Regions from separate parts of the Mus musculus genome. Here all the other regions are linked to region 1. Evidence: chromatin contacts called from public Hi-C and HiCAR-type data. All regions are on one chromosome and are shown on one strand. Each heading gives the region's core, a stretch centred on a gene start, on an enhancer-like site or on the middle of the called end of the contact. The rest is flanking DNA. Distances are from core to core; before and after follow the strand shown.

Evidence for each region. Hi-C and Micro-C count contacts between places; a contact is called where the count stands out from the background. HiCAR-type assays count read pairs that join an accessible place to other places.
Region 2: a Hi-C map of the N1E-115 cell line shows a contact between it and region 1, with 4 times the contacts expected there. The contact joins two enhancer-like sites. A contact is called at or near these places in 3 of 484 Hi-C or Micro-C datasets (the HL-1 cell line, the N1E-115 cell line and stem cell-derived neurons) and 5 of 115 datasets of contacts at active chromatin or transcription factors (astrocytes, embryonic basal ganglia, embryonic midbrain and 2 more).
Region 3: a HiCAR-type map of fibro-adipogenic progenitors shows a contact between it and region 1, with 5 times the contacts expected there. The contact joins two enhancer-like sites. A contact is called at or near these places in 6 of 484 Hi-C or Micro-C datasets (the BV-2 cell line, Sertoli cells, embryonic stem cells and 3 more), 6 of 115 datasets of contacts at active chromatin or transcription factors (cardiomyocytes, embryonic basal ganglia, embryonic stem cells and 3 more) and 1 of 9 other capture datasets (embryonic stem cells).

Annotation. Positions count from the first base shown.
Region 1 is chr17:9,755,203-9,757,902 of GRCm38.p6, reverse strand. The region is part of intron 3 of 4930452A19Rik (RIKEN cDNA 4930452A19 gene); the gene reads left to right. Among named protein-coding and RNA genes, the nearest start is that of 4930452A19Rik, 19 kb to the left of the region's middle. Within about 2 kb of position 1,447, at least 33 of the 459 cell types and tissues checked have an H3K27ac peak or open chromatin away from gene starts, as enhancers often do. A contact at or near this core is called in the N1E-115 cell line, fibro-adipogenic progenitors and heart atrium, where this site is marked.
Region 2 is chr17:10,126,895-10,129,644 of GRCm38.p6, reverse strand. No RefSeq gene overlaps it. Among named protein-coding and RNA genes, the nearest start is that of Gm34972, 18 kb to the left of the region's middle. Within about 2 kb of position 1,269, at least 1 of the 459 cell types and tissues checked has an H3K27ac peak or open chromatin away from gene starts, as enhancers often do. A contact at or near this core is called in the N1E-115 cell line, where this site is marked.
Region 3 is chr17:10,151,603-10,154,320 of GRCm38.p6, reverse strand. No RefSeq gene overlaps it. Among named protein-coding and RNA genes, the nearest start is that of Gm34972, 6.7 kb to the right of the region's middle. Within about 2 kb of position 1,285, at least 13 of the 459 cell types and tissues checked have an H3K27ac peak or open chromatin away from gene starts, as enhancers often do. A contact at or near this core is called in fibro-adipogenic progenitors and heart atrium, where this site is marked.

The DNA of each region.
Region 1 (2,700 bases), core at 198-2,697:
GTGTCTACAGAGAAGGATGGTACTACCCTCAGAGACTCCTGTAAGGAAAGCAGGCCTTTAATGATGTGGGGGAGCTGAACCCACGGAAGGGGTATCTAGGGAGATAGATGGTATGAACCAAAAGTAAGGAAACTGGCTGTGAGCTATTGGGTAGGAAACACACACACACACACACACACACACACACACACACACGAAAAGAACTGTGGGAAGCCTGTGCTCTCAGGGGACAGATGCTGTCCCTAGGGTCCTTCAGCTCAGGGACCACACTGATCACAGGTTCCTTTTCTTTGCCTGTCCTGGCCATTGGTTTTCCTGGCCAAACCTGCCATATTTTCTCCCAGGACACATGCATGGTGTGCCATTTTGAAGGAGAATCAACAAAAACAGAAGTCAGGTTGGAAGGCATCCATGCTGTCTGGGTGTCAGAAGAGGGGGTGTTAACATCGTCTCTTAATTTGCCATCACATCATATACCCCTACCTTAAAATGAAGAACAAGAATAGTACTTTTTCCTCTTCTTCAGAGACCCCTCCCTGGTACTGGCATAAACTCACATGTGCAGAGACCAGTCAGGCTTGCCCCCTGTATCCCCCTCTCTGGACCCCCATGTGTACTGTGTGTCTACCAGGCTGCTCACAGGTGGCCTTAGGGGCCGTTGCTTTTCAAATGGTGAAACAAATTTGGTGGGTTTTGGTTGTCATTGATTGGCTTTGACACACTGCTGAGGTTGGGCACCAAGGACCCCTGGTACTTTAAGTCACTTTTATCGCTCAAATATGGAGCTTTGACAGCTGAAACGCCTTATGAGAATAGCATTTAAATGTGCAATGCGCCATAAATACGCAGAGTGCGACAGCCAGGAAGCTGTGCTAATCGCGGCTTTGATGTCCCACGAACTACTGTAGCTGGCAGTCCTCGTGCTTCTGCAGGCCTCTTTGGACTTAGCAGATACCGCTCAGTGGATCCAGTTTTCCACTCCTCCCCTCACGAGGACAGCTGTCATCCCTGACTCAAAGGAAAAATCCTTTCTGGGCCCTTGCTTGGCCACAGCCTTTCCTGGCCATACTCCTAGGAGCCTCTCGCTTCCTCCCTGCCCGGGAGTGGCAGAGGGTGAGGCTGGCTAGACCCAGCCAGACTTTCCCAAAGTTCTGTGTCATTTACCACCTTGTCCTACAGCAACATGCTATTTTTAATTTCTGGCGACTGCTACTCTTGATTGGCTGGGACAAGAAATGGAAGTTCAGCTTGACTTGAGTAACAGGGAAAACGGTCCGTCCCCGACAGAACATGCAGCAGGAAAGCTGAAGGTTCGCTATAGAAGCATGGGTAGACCACCCTAGCTTCCGCTGTACTTAAAAGCTGCCAGTAAGAAGCCTGAATGCTTACATTTGATAAGAGCCTTGATCTTTGGATTCCATGGTCACTACAGAGTGCAAGGAAACCACAAAGGGTGTCTGCTGTCTGTAATTTATTAGGTTTCAGAGCATCCCAGGAACTACAGACTCAATCCCTCAGCTCTTGGGTCCAGGAGCGCCCTCTTGTGGGAGAAAGCACTTTTGCCTGGAATTTCTATTTGTCTTTTTTTTTTTTTTTTTCCTCCAGTTTTTAATTTTTGAGAGTTTCCTACATGCATATACTATGCTTTGGTAACTTTTCCCCCAGTTCCTCCCCTTCATCTCTTCCTCTCCCCTCACTTTCTCTCCCTATTTAATGCTTCTTGTTTGTATACTTACTGAGTCCACCAAGTGCTGTCTGTATGGGCATGGGTATAGGACCATCCAACTAGGGCATTCTTTATTATTTTTGTTTTGTTTTAAACTTGTTCTTACTTCTGGAAGAACAATATTAGTTCATAGTTTTGGAGAGTAGAGGAGCTGGAGAAATGGGTGGGTTTACTATGCTAACCAATACCATCAGTACTTGTCTGTCTTAGGGCTTCATTGTTATGTGAAGAGACACTATGATCAAGGACAGCGTTGTGGCTGGCTTACAGGTTTAGAAGTTCAGCCCATTATCAGGAAGGCAAAAAGCATGGCAGTGTCCAGGCAGACATGGTGGTGGAGAAGGAGCTGCGAGTTCTGGCATCTTGATTGGAAGGTAGTCAGGAGAAGATTGGCTTCCACGTGGTGTCATTGCCCACCCCCACAGTGACAGACACACTTCCTCCAACAAGGCCACACCCACTCCAACAAGGCCACACCTCTTAATAGCTCCACTACCGGGGGCAAACATATTCAAACCATCACACTATTCCTTTGTATGTGTGTATCACATATGAATGCATGGTGTATGGGTATGTGTATGTATTATCACACATACAGAGGCCACAGGAGGATGTTGGTGGTAGTGTTCCATCACTCAACACCTTACTCTTCTGACACAGAGACCTTTGCTCAACCTGGAGCTAGGATGGTAGCCCGCAAGCCCCAGCAATCCTCTAGTTTCTGTTCCCATACCTCTGGAGTTGCAGGATCATATATATGCCTTTAAAATGGACATGGGGGACCTGAATTCAGGTTATCTATCATCCTTGTTCAGCAGGTGTCTTAGCCACTGAGCCATTTACTGCTCTCTCCCTGTCTTAGGGTTTCTATTGCTGTGAAGAGACACCATGACCAAGGCAATTCTTATAAAGGACAACATTTAATTGGGTCTGGCTTACAGTTCAGGGGTTTAGTCCATTATCATCACGGCAGG
Region 2 (2,750 bases), core at 20-2,519, 370 kb before region 1:
GAACGGATGGAAGGACTCCAGATGTTTTTTTCCTCAAGGGTCTCTTATTCCTGAAGAAGGGGAAGCATAAAGTAAGGCCTCTGTATAAGTTATTAGGACCGGACATTTGAGCTGGTTCCTAAAGACACTGGGACCAGCCATGCATGGCCGTTCATCCTAACACTTGGTAGGTAGAGGCAGGAGGATTGAGAGCTCCAGAAGAGCCTGGATTATATAGGAGTTCAAGGTCAAGTCAGCAACCAAGCAAGATTCTGTCTCAGAATTTCCAAACAAAACAAAACTGTGTGAGCTATGAGGTGAGCTGAAGGCTCTTAGCCTGACAGCTGTTACACTGACACCTCAGTTTGAGAGTCCACTAGGTACCTGGATGGCTCCTTATGATGCACAGATGCTTAGATACTGGGTCAGGGTGAGCTAAGAGGATGACAATTAATATTGGTTATGGTTACGAGCGATGGGAAATGTCCATACCAAAGTGATCCGGCTGGTGAGACTATGGTTCAGAGGGTTTTCATAGCAATGCTGAAGAATATTGAGGCTCAGTAGAAAACAGGCCAAGGCACAAGCTGAGCCTCCTTTGCCAACGCGATGAAGATAATCAGGAGAGTGGCCCAGGACTCCTGGCAAGTGCTGGTCTCCAAGGGAAAGTCTTCTCGAGTCTTGAGACTTCCCCAGGTCACTAGAGATTTGTGGGGACATTCCCATAGTTTCCTGGAACTGTTGAATCTTTTTCTACGTTTCAGAAAACTGGTCTCTGGAGTTAATGGCATTAAGATGTGGCCTGGGCTTTTGGCTGGAAGATCTTCAGTGAGAGCAGATGGCCACAGTGGTATTAAAACTAAAGACTGCAGTAAAGCTTTTAATTGAAAACAATTGGACCCTGCTGGATGGTAATTACCTTGGCTGCTTGCAAATAATATCTTGCCCCTGATGCCATGAGAGGGAAGCTGAACGGGAGCTCGAGAGATCCGCCTTGACACGCGTCTAATAAGGACGGGCTTGGTAAAGTCCTTCTCTAGGGAACCTCTGTGACAAAGGGACTGAGATGAACTTTGCTGGAGTGCAAACTGTGGAGACAAAGCATCCACTTATAAAACGGCCCAATGGCTCTCTTGGAGGAAATTGAAATTCCACCCATCTTCAGGAGCAAAAAAAATAAATAAATACTTTAAGTACTTCTGTCTTTTCTCAAGATAAAAAGCCTAATGAGGAAGACATTGTGTCTGGGTGATGGACAGATGTTTGTGCTCTGAGTGACAGCCATGGCTGAGAACTGAAGGGTTATAAGGCCAGTCTCCATCTTGTCTGGAAGCTTTCACCTCTTGACACTGCCAAGGGCTCAGTTGACATTGAAATGTAGACAAGCACTGCCCAGGGCAGGGATAAAATAATGATGAGATGAACTCGATCCTGGGAGTGAGGTGCTAAGCAGATGTTAGCCACAGGCAGTCTTATAGTGGAACACTGAGATGGAGAGCCTGGGTGGGAAGGGGTTGTGAAGGCCCCAGAAATCCTCGGCTTGGTAATCCTCACAAATTATACCCAAGGGGGTTGGGCAGATAGATGGCTTAGTAGGTAAGAAGAAAAACAAGTGAGAGAGAAAGATTCTTGATGGCCTTCACATGGCTGAGTGTGGGCACCTGTTCACACATGTGCATACACTGCCTTCCCTCAGTCCCAGCACACAAAGTCACATTGAGGGCTTCTCTAGATTGTAGACTCTTTGATGGAATTCAGTTGGTGAAGAGCAGTTAGTGTCACGTAGACCAGGCCCAGGTGAGATGGTCACTCCACCTGTGTGTGTGTGTGTGGGGGGGGGGGGGGTGTTTAGGATGCTCACTTTTGTTTTGGTTCATGCTCCAAGGAAGGGATGCTATTTTCACCACCTTTGGGAGCTTATAACTTGTGACTTAGAAGCCTATCTGTGCTTTATTATGTCCTGATCCCTTTTTGTGTATTGCTGGAAGACCTGGATCCTAAGTACAAAGGAGCCCACGGATGACCTGGTGTAGGACACACCTTCTCCTGTCTAAACCAGTCCCTTGGCAGAACTTGTGTCTTCATGAGGGTGGGTGGACCCTAAAGGAAATGGAAATACACGTGCAGAGTATGAAAACCCAAGGTTATAGTGTGAGTCTGAGCATCAGCCCCATGGTCACTATAGCCTATGATATTTGTGGTCTGGGGTCAAAGCCCAAAGAGGCTTTGGATGGCCACCTCCCATGAAGAAAAGCAGTAAAGTGCCATCACTGTGTCCCCAAGATATACCTCGGTCCTGGTTCTCTGGTCTGACTGCTCCCTGAAAAGTTCCCACGTTGGAAACTTAATCCCAAATGCAGCAGTTGACAGGAGGACCATCAAGAAATGAGTAAGTCATGAGGGTTCTCATCTTTTTGATCAGACTAATGTCCTCATCTTTAGATTGCATTAGTCCCTAATAAAGTTAACTTGTTATAAAAGCAAGTTGAGCCAACTACTGGCTTGCTTGGGCTCTCTTACACCTCCAACTTCAGCCTGAATGGCACAGTGCAAAGTCTTTGATGTTGGACTTCCCATGTCCTGGAGCTGTTAGAAATAAATTTATTTTCCTTACCAATGACCTACTCTATAATAATGGACTATTGTAGCACAATGGACTAAGATGTATAGGAAAATGTAAAATATGTAATTTAGCTTCAAAAATAATGGCATAGCTTATGGAGCAAAACTAAAACATGCATGTCCAGACAGACATACATGCATCACACAGA
Region 3 (2,718 bases), core at 36-2,535, 400 kb before region 1:
AACATTATCATATTACATAAATAATTTAGGCACGAGTGTCATTATGGGTGTAAATCAAAAGGACAATGTATGCTTCCGAATTTGCAAGTGTTTGGAAATTTATATTATGTTTCCTAAGGAAGTTCGTGACCTGAAGAACTATTCAAATAATTTGAATCTCTCTAGCTGTTTGGAGGCATCCACAATGAGAAGCTTTGCTTTTACTGACTGGCTTTAAGAAGCAAGACAAGCTGTTTACTGTGCAGAAGGTGTAGGGAATCTAATTTAAATGCTGGCCATACACACAGGCATGTCCAACCCATGACTTTCAGGCTACACATGGCAACAGGCTATTGAGAATAGCTATGAATGGGATACAACATCAAATTTTAAATTTATTTAAAATGTTGTGAGGTGTGTGTATGTGCGTGTGTATGCATGTTAGATGTATGTGTCCCTGTGCATGCACAGGGTATGTGCTTTCACATGGAAGCTGGAGGTCAGGGATGTCATTTTCAATGGCTCTTCACATAATTTTGCATGGGACAGGCTCTCTTACTGACCTGAGAGTTCAGTGATTCAGCTAGACCAGCCAGCCTGTGAGCTCTAGGGCTATGCTTGCCTGGGTCCCCCTGATAGGATCACTAAGACAGGCTTCTCTCAGCCTTTATTCCGAGGGTTCTGAACCCCAGTCTGCATTCCTGTATGGCAAACACTTTGCCAAATAAACCATCTCCCTGTCCAATATTTTTGATAGCTCAGTTGCGTGGCCGTAGAGTGTGAACTTTGTAGATGAGGGCATTGTGTTCCATTGTCCAGGAGCTGGGCACATATGCCAGCATACTGCTTCTCCGTGCCTGTAGCAGGATCACCAGCTGGAGAGTCGCAGCAGATGATGGGCTCCCAGTCCTACCCCAGAGGCTGTGATCCACTGTCCTTCTGTGATCTGACTTTGCTCACCCGTGCTGATTACACCGCCAGACGTGCTTTTCTAGAGGACCAAGGACTCCTCATGGGAACGATTCAGCTACCATGGGGCCTCTCTGTGGATAAATTTGACTCCCACTTAAGCTGGTTCTGATTCCAAAAGGACAGCCCTTAGAGTAGTGGAGGTGGTGGTGCTATAAAACAGGGGGATGAACTGTCGCAGACAGAGCAGGTTCATGAATGGCAGGAGGAGGTGAAAGGGGAAAGATGAAGTCACTGTAATGGTGACGTCAGACTTAGAATAGATGTGCTGACAAAGAGGTTGCCTGAGGTCAAGAAGAGCCGTTGAGTTCCCAGAAACCAGCAGCTTCTGAGGCTCACTTTGGTTTCCCTGAGCTGTGCTTGCTCCTTCCCTGCCCTGTCATTGGCTGGAGGCCTGACATGTATGATAGAAGCTGGCTGGCTCTAGCGTCTGACCATTTGCCTGTAGCAAGTTGATACTCTTCTGAGCTTCTTAGAAGCCATCTCTGCTCCCAGTCTCCATGCTGAACCCAAGCTGGGCTTTAGCAGGGTCTGTAGTGAGTTCCCTCTTGTCAGCACCTGAGCAGCACGGTGTGAGGTGGGCTTTCCCAGGTCTGAACATTGGTAGGGACGCTTTCTTTTTCTAATTTAATTTTACTTACGTGTGTACACATGTCTGTCGGTACCTAGGGAGGCGGGAAAAGGTCTAAAAGCCCTCAGAGCTGGAGGTGCCAGTGGTTGTGAGCCTCCTGATGTGGGTTCTGGGAACGGAACCCCATCCTGCAGGAAATCCCTGAGCCACCTCTAGGGACACTTTGTCACTTTGTCACTTCAGATTTCAGGAGCCACGGAATCCTCTTGGATAGAACTGGGGGAGATGGTGTGCTGAATCTAGAGGTTAATGAGAGCATCAGTGGATACTGGTGCCCAGGTAAGTTTGGGAAAAGAATTTTTTCTGGGAATGAGAGAGTGCTGTTTCCATACTTGGGGTACACCAAGGCAGGAAAGGATGGCAGCCATCAGAGGGACTGTAACAGGGTAAAGGTAGAGAGAGAGAAACGCAGCCTTCACCCAGGAACCATCAGACAGTGTTGGCAACACCTGGACAGTCTCTGGTTCCCCTAAAACAGTTCCTAAGTGGGGCAAGTATGCATTTGGTGACCTGTGCAGGTAGCTTGGGATGTGACAGAACAGAGCACTGCTGACATCTATGATAGACGCCAGAGATGCTGCTAAGACAACCTGATGACATGTGCAACCTGATCCCAAAGCTCAGGGTCCCAGGAGGTTCTGAGTGACTCTGAACCTTCAGTGTCAGCATCACCCGGACACGTGGGTTTGTTAGTGTATAAGCAGACTTTCCGGTTAGATGCTTCAGGGGCCAGCCATCCACTGCAGGGTAACCATCACTGGCCGTGTCTGCTGAGGTGTGAAGTTTCAGCAATGTGTGTGTGTGTGTGTGTGTGTGTGTGTGTGTGTGTGTGTGCACGTGTGTGTGTATGTCTGTGTGTGTGTGTCCATACAATGAGAGTGGCCTGAGGCAGCTTAGATTTTGAACTTGCTGCTTTAAGCCTGGAGCTCATAGGCTAAAGAATCAGGACATCTTCTCTCCTAGCTATGACAGGAAAGTAAACTGACAGGTAAGTCTCTGGGGGTGCTGGTGGGTGTAGACAAGACACAGCCACAATTTCCCCTAAAGCCCAGGTTTCCTGGCAGCCAGCAATGACAGGGGATAACAACATTCTCCCTGTCCCTGAAGACCCTGACTGAGCTATGTGAATCTCCTAATAC